Regions from separate parts of the Sus scrofa genome. Here region 1 is linked to region 2. A link is a contact called in public HiChIP or PLAC-seq data. All regions are on one chromosome and are shown on one strand. Each heading gives the region's core, a stretch centred on a gene start, on an enhancer-like site or on the middle of the called end of the contact. The rest is flanking DNA. Distances are from core to core; before and after follow the strand shown. Region 1 overlaps NYAP2 (neuronal tyrosine-phosphorylated phosphoinositide-3-kinase adapter 2). Region 2 overlaps NYAP2 (neuronal tyrosine-phosphorylated phosphoinositide-3-kinase adapter 2).

Evidence for each region. HiChIP or PLAC-seq counts read pairs in DNA pulled down with a chosen protein or histone mark.
Region 1: an H3K27ac HiChIP or PLAC-seq map of alveolar macrophages shows a contact between it and region 2, with 7 times the contacts expected there. The contact joins two enhancer-like sites. A contact is called at or near these places in 5 of 47 Hi-C or Micro-C datasets (alveolar macrophages, embryonic fibroblasts, heart right ventricle and 2 more) and 1 of 2 datasets of contacts at active chromatin or transcription factors (alveolar macrophages).

What each region holds. Positions count from the first base shown.
Region 1 is chr15:127,228,894-127,235,450 of Sscrofa11.1, reverse strand. The region is part of intron 6 of NYAP2 (neuronal tyrosine-phosphorylated phosphoinositide-3-kinase adapter 2); the gene reads right to left. Among named protein-coding and RNA genes, the nearest start is that of NYAP2, 200 kb to the right of the region's middle. Within about 2 kb of position 4,365, at least 3 of the 83 cell types and tissues checked have an H3K27ac peak or open chromatin away from gene starts, as enhancers often do. A contact at or near this core is called in alveolar macrophages, where this site is marked.
Region 2 is chr15:127,093,045-127,099,586 of Sscrofa11.1, reverse strand. The region is part of intron 3 of NYAP2 (neuronal tyrosine-phosphorylated phosphoinositide-3-kinase adapter 2); the gene reads right to left. Among named protein-coding and RNA genes, the nearest start is that of NYAP2, 64 kb to the right of the region's middle. Within about 2 kb of position 4,181, at least 2 of the 83 cell types and tissues checked have an H3K27ac peak or open chromatin away from gene starts, as enhancers often do. A contact at or near this core is called in alveolar macrophages, where this site is marked.

The DNA.
Region 1 (6,557 bases), core at 3,116-5,615, 140 kb before region 2:
AAACTGCAATCTCTGTCTTGGACAAGAGATGGCAGTGCAAACACACGTTGATAGTCTGCTCTGCTTACAGGCTTTCAGCACTCTAGTTGTTGTGCTAGCATAAATCAGATATACCCTTCTTTTCTGTAATGTCGTCTATGTCTTTTCACAGACTCAGAAAGGGAATTCTTTGCGGATACTGGTGGTGCGGGGGACCCACGGGGCCTTTCCAACTGCCAAGTGAGAGCAATGTCAGAGCCCACCCCTCACAGAGAGAGCAGAGGGTAGGGTCATATTTCCTTTTAGACAAGGAGCTGGCTGTCACAACTCAAGCCAGCAAATTGTCGTGATTCTCAAACCAGATTAATCTACTGAGAGACAAGTAAGATGAAGGTAGTGTCTGCATTATCTGAATTGTTGCCTAGTTATTTTTTTCCCCCCAAGGGAATCAAACAGAAAGTAGATGGAAATTCAGAATTTCTCTCACAAGAATGAAATCGCTATCAAGTTGTATTCGTTCCAGAAGCATTCAGGGTATCTGAATAGTATAGAGCATCATGGTCTATGCATGTATTTAGCAGAAATTAAGTTAAGGGACTGTGTGTGTGTGTAAACTCACACATGTAATTATGTATAGAATATAATAATTTATCTGACTACAAATCAGATCACATAAGACCCAAGCTTAAAACACATAGGTAGCTGTAGATACACAAACACACACACACACACACATATCAGTTAATATCACCAAATTCTACTGCTCGCATAGATTTAACCAATCATCCTGCTGGAAAAAAAAAAAAAAGAAATGGGAAAAGGAATATTAATAATTCAGACAAAACTCTACAAACTACTGGAGCACAGTCCAGTGTCCTTTCTTCCTGAATCAGGGTGAATGATGCTCTCTTACTGTAAAAAAGCAAGCACTATCTTAAGCGAACAGAGGGTCCTTGAAGGCAGAGGTTATCTGTCATCCCCTCACAGGGTGCTGTTCAAAACAGGTGTTTCCACAAGCTTACTGGATGAGTAAATGGCCAAACTCAAGAAAGACAAGCATCCATAATACTGCTATTTTATTAGGAGAAAAAAAGCACATGTATGATATGGTTTCTCAGGTACTCAGGAATGAATTTTTAGATCTATCAAAACAATCAGTTATCAACAACTCTCAGTCACGAGAACAGAAGAATTTCATGGGCTAGGGAGCAGAGAGAACACTTCTTTGAATTTATGAGCCAGGTTATTTGGGACATTGCATTTATCTTCCTAATCCTGTCTCCCGTAGCTTAGCTGGCTTTGTAATCCTGATGCCTGAGTTTAAAATCCGAACGTGGCCTCCTGTCATTTTTAGGTAAGACTCAGGTCCTGAAGGCGGCCAGTGCAGCATCACCCTGGCGGGCTTCTCCTGGAAGCCACTCTCCCACACACACCCTAGAGTCACAGGATCGTCATGCCTCCTGGGTCTTCTCCCTGGATTGTACCTGCTCCTGAATCACCTGCAGCATCAGTTCTCAAGTGATTAGGATGCTACACACCAACCATAAGAGGAAGCATAGTGTCATTTTCCTTGGAGGTTTTGTAGCTTGCAATTACATTTTTTTTTCAGATGCACCCCCAGGAAATGGAAGTTTCCAGGCTAGGGGTCATATTGGAGCTGCAGCTGCAGGCCTATGCAACACCAGCCATGGCAACATCAGAGCCAAGCTGCATCTGCAACCTATGCCATAGCTCACGGCAATGCCAGATCCTTAACCCACTGAGCGAGGCCAGGGATTGAATCTGAGTCCTCATGGACACTGTGTCACATCCTTAACCCTGCTGAGCCACAATGGGAACTCCTGCAACTATATTTTTAATTTTTGTGATGAATAGCAATCTCCCCTACTGGAGCATGCTCAGTGCTTGATAACTTTGTATTGGAAAAAAACAGCAGCATGAATGTATGGATGAATAGATGAATGAATTATTGAGCATGAAGGTGGAAGTAGGGAAACTCAACCCAATTAAATTATGAGAAGAGAGCTCTACTACAGGTCAGAAACCTGAAATCCCTTTTTTTCTTTTTGGTCTTTTAGGGCCACACCCGCAGCAAATGGAGGTTCCCAGACGAGTGGTCCAATCAGAACTGTGGCCACTGTCCTACCCCAGAGCCACAGCAATGCTGGACCCAAGCCATGTTTGCGACCTACACCACAGCTCACAGCAACTCCGGATCCTTAATCCACTGAGCAAGGCCAGGGATGGAACCCACATCCTCATGGATGCCAGTCGGGTCCCCTAACCACTGAGTCATGATGGGAACTCCTGAAATCCATTTCTTAATTTGAATCTACTACTTATCAATGAGCCTGGGCCATTTAATTGATTTCTTGTGAGCTGCAATCTAAATAATCAGATCATAACACCAACCTACAGCTGTATGGGTTTTTGTGAAGATCAAATGAAACAGCACTTATTTTAAAAGCTAACACATGGTATTTAAACTTAAAGAACTATTTTAAATGGGTGACAGATAATCAACAAGGGTGATATACTTAAATTCCATAATTCAGGCTAAATATACTTTGCAATAATCTTAAAGAAAATTTTGTAATTACATCAGATTCTGGGTTTTTTTTTTTTGGCTCTCTGAATCCATGGCATATGAAAGGTCCTAGGCCAGGGACAGAACCCAACCTGCAGCTGTGACCTACACCACAGCGGTGGCAATACTAGATCCTTAACCCACTGTACCACAGCAGGGACTCCCTGGTTTGTCTGATTTTTTTTTTTTTTTAACCTGTGGATTTATTTAACTATTAATTTGAACACAGAAGACCTCAAAATCCTTTGGCTCCTTCAAGTCACAGAAAGTCTTATTGAACTAATATTTTAAGTGCCTAGTTCCTTACATTAGTTATAATTTTGAACTTTATTTCAAGAAAGCCCTTCTCTCCTGGCCATTTAGGCCTGTTCCTGGCACAGAGTCTTTCTCTTTGTCTGCCTCCAGGTTCTTAGCCCTGTACCCTCTGCTTGGTTCCTACCATGTCTGCCCCCAGGAGGGTGGACGTAGGAGGAAGGAGAGGTGAGGCGCTAGGAAAGGTCTTTTTGCTAGGCATTGGCATGGGCTGTGGTGTCTCACACTCTGGCATAGCAGGGAAGGACAGAGAGGTGAACACTCTTCTTGGTGTGCTTTCCTGAGTACCCTGAAGGCCACCTCTCACCAGAAGATCTGGTGTTGGCTCAGTGGTCCTCCTGTGGATGGACCTTGCCCTGTCCTGCAGAGTCCTTGCCACTCCGGGCAGTCACGTGACCTCAGCTATCCAAGGTTTTTCTCCATGGCCTCATCCAGTCCATGGGAAACACACCTTACTCACCTCTTCAACTTGTCATCAGTGGCTGGAGACTTACTTGCCAAGCAGTTATCTGCTCTGTGTCCCTAGGCTATCCAGCTAACCTCCCGTACTTCTTCTTCTTCTTTTTGAAATGGTGTCCCTTCAATGACTAGAAACAAATCACAAGATTGCAAGATTTCCATGTGGTCCCATGAAAGTCTCTCTCTCTTGATGTTTCATTGGGGAGTGTGGGGGGGGCATTTCTCCCTTCTCATCCCTCCTCAATAAGAAATAGATGTTCACCTCTCTCTCTTTCTCTCTCTCTCTCTCTCTCTCTCTCTCTCACACACACACACACACACACACTCACACAGGTTATTTCAAAGTCTCTCTCATAGCTGGTTTCTAGCCTCTCCACCTCTAACCCCTCTCCTAGGATAGAGAAGAGTTCAGTTAAGAACAATGACAGTCACTTTGAACACCTTCTTTCCAAGGTCTGTTTCTGTGCTCTGGCTTTTTGCCTTGGAACCCGAGAGGCATCACCCCCCATCATTTCATAATTAGCTGGCCGAATTTTATACCCTGCTTGTTCATGTTCAAACCCCAGAAAGACACACGTTGCCCATTTAAAATGGTTAAGACCAAGTTCTCCTTTTCTGGTTGTTTCTTAAATCCATAACACCAGTATCAGGAGAAATGCAAATAAAACTGTTTCTCTGGTGAACACAAATTCTAGCAGCCAGGAGTCCTAGTTTTCCGCAGAGAAATAAAAGCAAGGCAATTAGGGATATGCCTTACACCACTCTCCAAAGACTCTCCAAGGGAGAATTCTGTTATGTGTTTACTACTAGAATTCAGAAAAGGAGAGTTCAACTCTAGAGTGTGAAATTAGTGAGCAGAATCTAGCAACCGAGCTGGCCAGTATTCCCTGAGGAATAACCCAGTACCCAATTAGAACTAGGAAGGAGCAGATGCAGAGAACTGAGTTCTGGTGCCTGAGCCAATAGTAAAGAATGACAGCCTGGAGGATCATAGATGCAGAAAGCCCACAGCTGCCTGCGGCTGTTGCGGAGCCAAGCAGGAAGTTAGTCAATACCCCACAGCAAAGCCCGAATGACAGTGGGGACCTGAATTCTACCAGACTGGTTTGCACTTCCTATTGCATAATAAAAATGAATGTCACGGAACTCATAGTCTCCATCAAGACACAGGCTCCTCACAGGAAACTATAACAGCCAAAGGCGATGCTTTGAGAAGTGGGGTGGTGGAGCAAAAGATGGGAGAGTGGGTTTTCACTTATTTCTTCGACTTTTTTTCAATGAGAATGCTGAACTCATATAATAATAATAATGGTAATAAATTATTTCCATTTAAGGGAAATGAACAAAACTGACACAATGGCTAAACTCATTGAGTTAAAATGACACTCACTTGGTTTTGTTCTTAGTCCATAGATCAGGTGGATGGTTCTTCTGGGCTGGACTGAGCTCACTCATGCACCCATGGTTGGCTGTGGGTCAGGTAGGTGTCCCTGCTATTTCTTGCTGCACTTTCTAACGTGTTTGGGGGTTGGCTGGCTAAAGGCTAAGGACTCTTGGCTTTCTTCCATATGTATCTTATTTTCCAAGAGGCTAGCTCAAGTTTGTTTACATGGTGGAGTAGGGTTGGAAAAAGCAAGTGGAAGCATTCATGGCCTCTTGAGGCTAAGGCTCAGAACAGATACAAGGTCACTTCCATTGCATTTGATGGGTCAATGGAAGATGCAAAGCCAAGCCAGATTTAGGGCATAGGAAAGAGACCTCACTTCTTGATAAGGAGCTATTAAAGCACTTTACAAAGAACACAGATACAGGAGGAGGAGAATGATTGGGAATAACTGGGACAACTACAGCATGCCAGAAGTCCCTGGCCACATGAAAAATACAGAAGAGGGAGAAGAGGATAGGGTTTGGGAATTATGTTGCCATATTAAAATGTTTACTACTGATCAGGTTCTAAAAGTTTACCTTTTTCATCCACACTTCTGGGAGCGACCTGTAGAGAACACGCTATCTATCCCCTCTTAATTGCCTGGTTTTTACTTGTCATGCTGGCACAAAATTTAATACCACTTTTTCCAAGAAGCCTGTCTGAATGACAGTGAATAAATCATATGATCGGGTCCAGCATGTCCCCCCATAACATTCATAAGAAATCTGGTATTTTATTCTCTGTTTTCTCTGCTGGACCAGGAGCTCTGGGAGGGTGGGATCTGGTCTACCACATTTACCTTGTGCCCCTTGCACCCCCAGCACCTAGTTCCTGCATGACACAGGATAGATGCTCAATAAATTTTTGTTAAATAAACACAATGGAGGCGTTCCTGTCATGGCGCAGTTGAAACGAATCCGACTAGGAACCATGAGGTTGCGGGTTCAGTCCCTGGCCTCACTCAGTGGATTAAGGATCTGGCATTGCCATGTGCTCTGGTGTAGGTTGCAGATGCGGCTCAGAGCCGGCGTTGCTGTGGCTGTGGCGTAGGCCAGCAGCTACAGCTCCTATTTGACCCCTAGCCTGGGAACCTCAATATGCTGTGGGTGCGGCCCTAAAAAGACAAAAAGACCAAAAAAAAAAAAAAACCACAATGGGAATGAATATCTGAATTAAGAGATGAATGAGGAGCTCCCCAGTGGCCTTGCAGTTAAGAATCCAGCATGGTCACTGCTGTGGCTCAGGTTTGATCCCTGACTCAAGAACTTCTGCATGCTGTGGGTGCAGCCAGAAAAAAAACACGATGGATACATGTCAAGTTGAGTTTTTATTAAAGAAACCTGTACATCTGCAGATGTTGATATTTTCTTGTTATTCGCATATCCTTGCTAACGTGGTTTTAAATCCCATTCGTTGTTACCAAGCAGAAAAGAAACACTGTGAGGAATGAAGATTACTTCTCCAGGAGTTCCCGTTGTGGCTCAGCAGTTAACGAAACCAACTAGGATCCATGAGGATGCAGGTTCAATCCCTGGCCTTGCTCAGAGGGTTAAGGATCTGGCATTGCTGTGGGCTGTGGTGTGAGCTGTGGTGCAGATCGAAGATGTGGCTTGGATCCTATGTTGCTGCAGCTGTGGCGTAGGCAGGCAGCTGTAGCTCCGATTTGACCCCTCACCTGGGAACTTCTGTATGCCACCAGTATGGCCCTAAAAAGCAAAAACAAAAAAAAACAAAAAAGTTTATTTTTTCATAGCTGTTATATAATGCAGTAACCAAGTTGTAAAGTCTACA
Region 2 (6,542 bases), core at 2,932-5,431:
TCTCTTCTTTTTTCCTTTTAACTTCTTCATATTTATTCTTCTCTCTCTCATTAGGAGGTGAATGTTGCCCAAGAATTTGCTAGAATGACTGGATTATTTGAGTCTGCGTGTATTAATTTCCTAAAGTGCCCCCTTTGTCACACTTCTTTTCCTCAATGACTTTTTTGCGGTGTTGGTGTAAATTCCTCTCTGGATCACTCCATCCCATCCTTAATCTGAACATCAACAGTTTCTAGAATGTTTTGCCCACTTGAATTAAACCTGTGATTTCAGGAATCTTATTTATTTCCCCACTTTCTGTTTCTGTTCCATCTCTGTGTTTGTACTTCCTTTCTCACTGTCTGGCCTTTGTTTCCTGTGTAGGTTTCCCAGTGTTGCCATAAAAAAATAACACATATTAGGTGGCTTAAAACAGCAGAAATTCTCTCACAGTGCTGGAGGCCAGAAGTCAGATATCAAGGTGTTGGCAGGACTTGCTCTCTCTGAAAGTTCCAGAGGAGAACTGGTTCCATGCCTGCCTCTTAGCTTCTGCTGTTACTAGCAGTCCTTGGCATTCCCTGGATTATAGACACATCAATCCACGCTCTGCCTCTGCCTTCACATGGCTGTTTTCTCTGTTTTAGTCTAGGTCTCATCTCCTCTTTTTTTTTTTTTTTTTTTTTTTTTAATGGTTACCATTTTATTTTATTAATTTCCAGGGATCAACCCCATACCACAACAAAGAAAATTCTGGATCCCTAACCCACTGAGCCACCAAGAAACTCCTCATCTCCTCTTCCATTCATATTGGATTAGTATCCACCTAATTCAGGATGACCTCATCTTAACTGGAGGAATCTGGAAAATTCCTATTTCTAAAAATGTCGCATTCTTAAGTACCAAGGGGTTTGGACTTCCACTTATTTTTTGGAGGGATAAAGTTCAACTGCCTATCTCTCGGTGCTCAGCATATGGCCTGACTCCATCAAGAAGGCTCTTCTCATTTCTTTGGCTCATGCTTTTCTGAAATTTCATAGACTGAATGATTCACTGAGGAGCATCAACCATGGCTGGTTTGTTTATCCCGGTACTCCAGGAGCCTGAAGTAGTGGCTGGTGCACAGTAAGAACTCAATAAGTATCGATTCAATGAATGACTATATTCAATAAATCAATGAATTCATACCATATAATTCAGTTTTTTTTTTTTTTGCATACAATGGCTTAGTGTTATTTGCTTTATTTAAATTAACTACTCCTCTAAAAGAATGTGAGGGACGTTATTTTATCTCCACTTTGTATTCCAGAGTCACAGAGTCCAGCATGGGATTCCCACGTGGATGATAAATGCTTCGCTAAATGATTGGTCTAGAAAAATCTGATTGAAAGGCACTAAGACATCAATAGCCTGTTTAGAAGCATTAATATAAAAGTAGAAGGCTATTTCAGGCAGGAAAAGGCCAGGCCTACTGAGTTTAAAGCAAAGCTAAATAGATCAGTGATTAATGTTTTGCTTAGACCAAACACAAATTCTCTCAACATTATAACAGATTCCAGATATCTAGCTGATTAGAATTGTTTAATACACTACGGACACAACTTTCAGGTCCAAGTTTCGATTTTTTAGTGACATATTTCTCTCTCCATACGTATGTTTTATTAGGGAAAAAAAGGTTATATCTCCTTCTATACCCAGTTTTCTGTTAAATAGCACTTTAAAGTAAAAAATCATAAGAACAACTCTGCAGCCTCAACTGCTACCTTTTCATTACTCCTAATCAGTTTCACAATGGGGAGCAGAACAAGGCTCACACCTGGGGTCTTAAATATGACAAAGAATCCTTGAAATAAGCGAATTAAATAATTTCCATCTTTCTGTTAATGTTTTTACCTAAGTAGTCCTTTTATCCCCAAAGTAAGCCCAAATGCTCATTTCCTTAACCCTGATGATTAAATATCAGCAGCATTTAACAGGCGTCCATGCCACCCACAGAAAATAAAGAAAAGAAGTGGCACAAATGCCCATGAATCACAGATGGGGAAAAGCAAAACAGGGTTTTTCAAGAGGGCACAAATCTTCTGCAAATGTTGGAAGCAAAAATGTTTTAGGGAAATGGTACATTTTTTTCAGTTCAGGATTGTGTGATGGCACACAAAGAGGGCAGATTCCTTCCTTGTGTGACAAGGCACTCTTGCCATTAAAGTGTCTGGTTAAGGCCACCAGTCCTGTATTTGCAATGTAAATTAACAAGCAACATGGTGCCTTCAATTGCAGGTGAGCCTTAAGAAGCCTGCTGATTGCTTCTTAAGATTGCAGTTATTTTGTGCTTAAGGAAATGCTGAAGGGCTAGGAAACTGAGTATTTCACCAGAACCCTCACCACAGGCAGATGTGATTGAGTGTGGAAAGAAATAGAAGGTATTGTGATGGTGGTTGAAAAAAGAGTTCAGATTTTTGTCTATTGAAATATATTCATGGGATATCAGGCATGTTTTTCAACAAAGCCCTCCAGGACAGAGAGAGGAGTTTTAGAAGACATAGTGGTCCAGGAAATTCCCAATAGTATAAATTCCTTCATGAATCTGATCCAGAAGTATAATTCTAGAAAAATCAAAGAAGCCCATAGGTTGATGGAATATAGAAATGGGTCTACAAGTGCCAGAGCCAGTTTCCTGCACAGGTAGAAACCCACTTTTAGAAAGCCACCCCACAGTTCAGACAAACAGACTTCTTTTCTTCCACTGGCAAAGAAAATCTATTAAGGAACCACTGACGCATGAATCTGCCCATTGTGGCCAAGCAAGACAATAGCTGCTTGCAGGAGTTGTCTCACAGCAGGAGGCCCTGATAAGGAACTCAGGAACTCAGGTGCTGACCTGAAGACTAACCAGGAGGAGGTGGGAGGAGCCAATAAGAGGGAGGAGACTGCCAACCTCCCAGGATCCTTGGTGCTGGAATATATCTTGGCTGAGAGGTGCGCGTGTGTCACCAAGAAGACCCTGAGTCAGATCGGTTATGGGCCAAGCAAAACAATTGGCCAGAGGCAACTCACCCCCATTCCCATAAAACCAGAGACTGCGAGTCACGAGTCACGTGGCATAGCCGTTCTCCTGGGTTCCCTCACACTGCTGATCTCCACCTGGGCACCCCTTCCCAATAAAGTCTCTTGCTTTGTCACCGTGTATGTCTCCTGGGACAATTCATTTCTAAGTGTTACACAAAAGCCCCTTCTCAGGTCCTGGAAGCGGTCCTTCTTCCTGCAACAGATCCACTCCCCATTGCTCATTCCCTTGCTCTTGATTTTATGGGGAACCTAAGGAAAGAGCCCTTGGAACAGCTCTTTTACGTATTTAAAATGGTATATTTAATTGCCTTTTACATATTAGGTTCCTAAATTTGTACCCTATCTAAGGGTGAAATGGAAATACAACTTTTGCCAGTAATCGGATTATAAGTCTCTAAATAACTCACCCCTTGCCGAGTTTGCTGCACAAATGCTATCCCAAGATGCTCTAGAGGATTTCAAAGTGTAAGCAGTAAAAAGGGAAAAAAAGTATGCATTACAGATGCAAATCAGACTGTTTGGCTTCTTGGACCTGCTCAACCAGAGGTATTTCTTCTCCTGCGGAAAGCGAGGCATATTTGTGCCTGATGACCTATGTTTTTACCATTCCCCCAAACCACGTATAGAATGAAAAAATGCTAGGAGACTAGAATTGATCACGTACTCACAATTTGTACATTTATAAGAATTCAAAAATTTCACAGTAATAAAATTTTGGCTTCTCCTTAATCTAGAAAAATGTGGCAACAATGGATCACGTGGTCCTGATGCAGAAATTGGATGGAACTGAGTTGGGTGAGACCTGTGCAGGGTGTCTGAGCCTCCAGCTGACTGCAGGCAGCACCCCTTCCTATTAGATTAGAATTGGAATGCTTCTATCATTCATGCTACTGTTCTGGCCCCTCGATGTTTTTTGGTGTTGTGTTGTTTCTGGTGCAACAGAATGTTTACCTACTTCCTTGCACCTTCTCCAACAAGCCTTGTCACTCTGCTTTTCCCCAGAGCTTCATGATGTTAGGTCATGAAAGTCCAGCAGCAATGCAGTCCTGAAAACACTTTGACTGACCCTGCAGGGGTCAAACAGCTGTCAGAATGGTCCTAAATTTGGCTTTTGACCCTGGGCTCTCACAGTTGCTGGATGTGGACTGCCCCCTGCTGACTATACTCCTGCAGCTGGGATGACAAGCATATCCTTGAAGAGTTTGTATCCATCACATCCAAGAAGCCAGCTTGCTCCCATCTCATCCCTTAGTCCCTCCCATCTGATAAAGCATTTGAGGCATCAGTGGCAAACCTTTGCTGCACACTAGCTGCATTAGGACAACTACTGGGAAGACCCAAGCTTCTTTAGCTTGGAAGAGTCACCAGGTTGGTCTCTCTACCCATCTCTGCACAAAAACAGTCTTCCAAAATTACTGAAGTGCAACATAGAACTACCATTTGATCCGGCAAACCCACTCCTGGGCATCTATCCAGAGAAAACCATGACTCGCAAAGACACATGTACTACAATGTTCATTGCAGCACTCTTTTCAATACCCAAGACATGGAAACAACCTAAATGTCCATCGTCAGAGGAGTAGATCAAGAAGATGTGGTACATATAAACAATGGAATATTAGCCATTAAATAGAACGAAATACCAGCATTTTTTTGCAACATGGATGGACCTAGAAACTATCATGCTAAGTGAAGTCAGCCATACAATGAGACACCAACATCAAATGCTTTCACTGACATGTGGAATCTGAAAAAAGGACAGACTGAACTTCTTTGCAGAACAGATGCTGACTCACAGACATTGAAAAACTTATGGTCTCCGGAGGAGACAGTTTGGGGGGTGGGGGATGTGCCTGGGCTGTGGGATGGAAATCCTGTGAAATCAGATTGTTATGATCATTATACAACTACAGATGTGATAAATTCATTTGAGTAATTAAAAAAAAAATTACTGAAGTGCCCACCACCCAGTTTATGCAGAGCCCAATAAACTCCTGTGCTTCGCCTCCTTCTGTCTGACACTCTATCACCTGAGTACTTTCTGAGTACCCTGGAAAGGACCCAGAGAGGGTTTTTAGGGACAAGTGTAAAGGAAAGGAAGAGGTGATGTGACTAGAAAAGGATTCCACATGATTTGACTGAACACAATTTGTCTCAGTAGCACAATTAAACACTGGTTTAATGACTTGCTGGTAAATTCAGAGTACACTGAAGGCAGGTACTCTGCCCTGCCTTGAAGTGTTCACTATTACAAATAAAGCTAAACAACACCTTTTTAAAAGTAGGAAAAACTCTGAACAACAGACAAAATTATTCTCAAATAACATGCTAATCAAAGATTCATTGAAGTTAGAAACACAGGTTTTTTTTTTTAAGCATGATTGATTGACTGCTGACCTATTCATTTTGACAAAATTATTTCTGCAGATTTGTTTGCCACTCAATAATCTGCTGCAAAATCATCCCAAATGCCAGAGATGGAACCAGGCCAGTCTCTATCCCACACTCCACCCCACACCCCAGAGCAGACAGTAGGACTACCCAAAGGTTTTTGCTCTGGGATGGCAACTAAATTCAATTCCAGGGTTGGTGAGGTGCAAGCAAAAGCCTGATCTTAGAAATGCTCATTTGGAATTTACAGTGCTACAATGTATTTTAGGTATGCATTATAACAGCTAAGGATGAGAGGAAACTGACAGACTTAAATGGGCCATACCTCTCTAGATCACCGGTCTCTACCAATTCATTTCTAACCCAGCCTGCTTCGTTACATAAGTTACACATCCAGTCCCATTAGTGAGTTTGAATCTCCTGGCTATGGGTCGTTATTAAATAGGAACCAATTAATCACCACCACTTAAAATATATAAATCCCTAAAACTGCCTGGATTAAACCACCCAACTCAACATTTTTAAATGCTCTTGGTGTATACAATCACAGGCCTCTGGAACATGAAGCGGATCTTTTTTAAAGGCACCAAAGAAAGCTGCTCAGGGAGGCTCTAAACAGTATTCTGATCTGATTAGAATCCAGAATACTAAAAATATTTCCATTGTCTTACACTCTGATTCAGGTCATCTGCATTTCCAAAGTCAGAGATTTCAGTATGGTTTGGGGAAATCACATTTATTTGGAGCTGGCCAAGAAGAAATGACCTAATAAAATCAAGAAGATGAATAGCAGACATGTTTCTCCTTTGACCCATATATCACATCACCCAAGTTATAAAGCCAATCATTGGGATGGAAGAAATGGAAACTGGAGTCTTCTAGTCTGGGTGGGTGCACTGGTCAGGAAAACGGGTAAAACTTACCAAGACCCAAAGGAAGGGTGAAGTCAGATCTTGTTAGAATGATGATGAGAGCAATAGAGAGGCCAGGAAAAGATTGCATGGCAAGAGGATAAAAAATGAAAAGCAAGGAGAGGGATGTATCTTTCATTCTTTAAATACTATTTTTAACACTTTTTTTAAGACCAAAACATTCAGACTTTTTTTTTC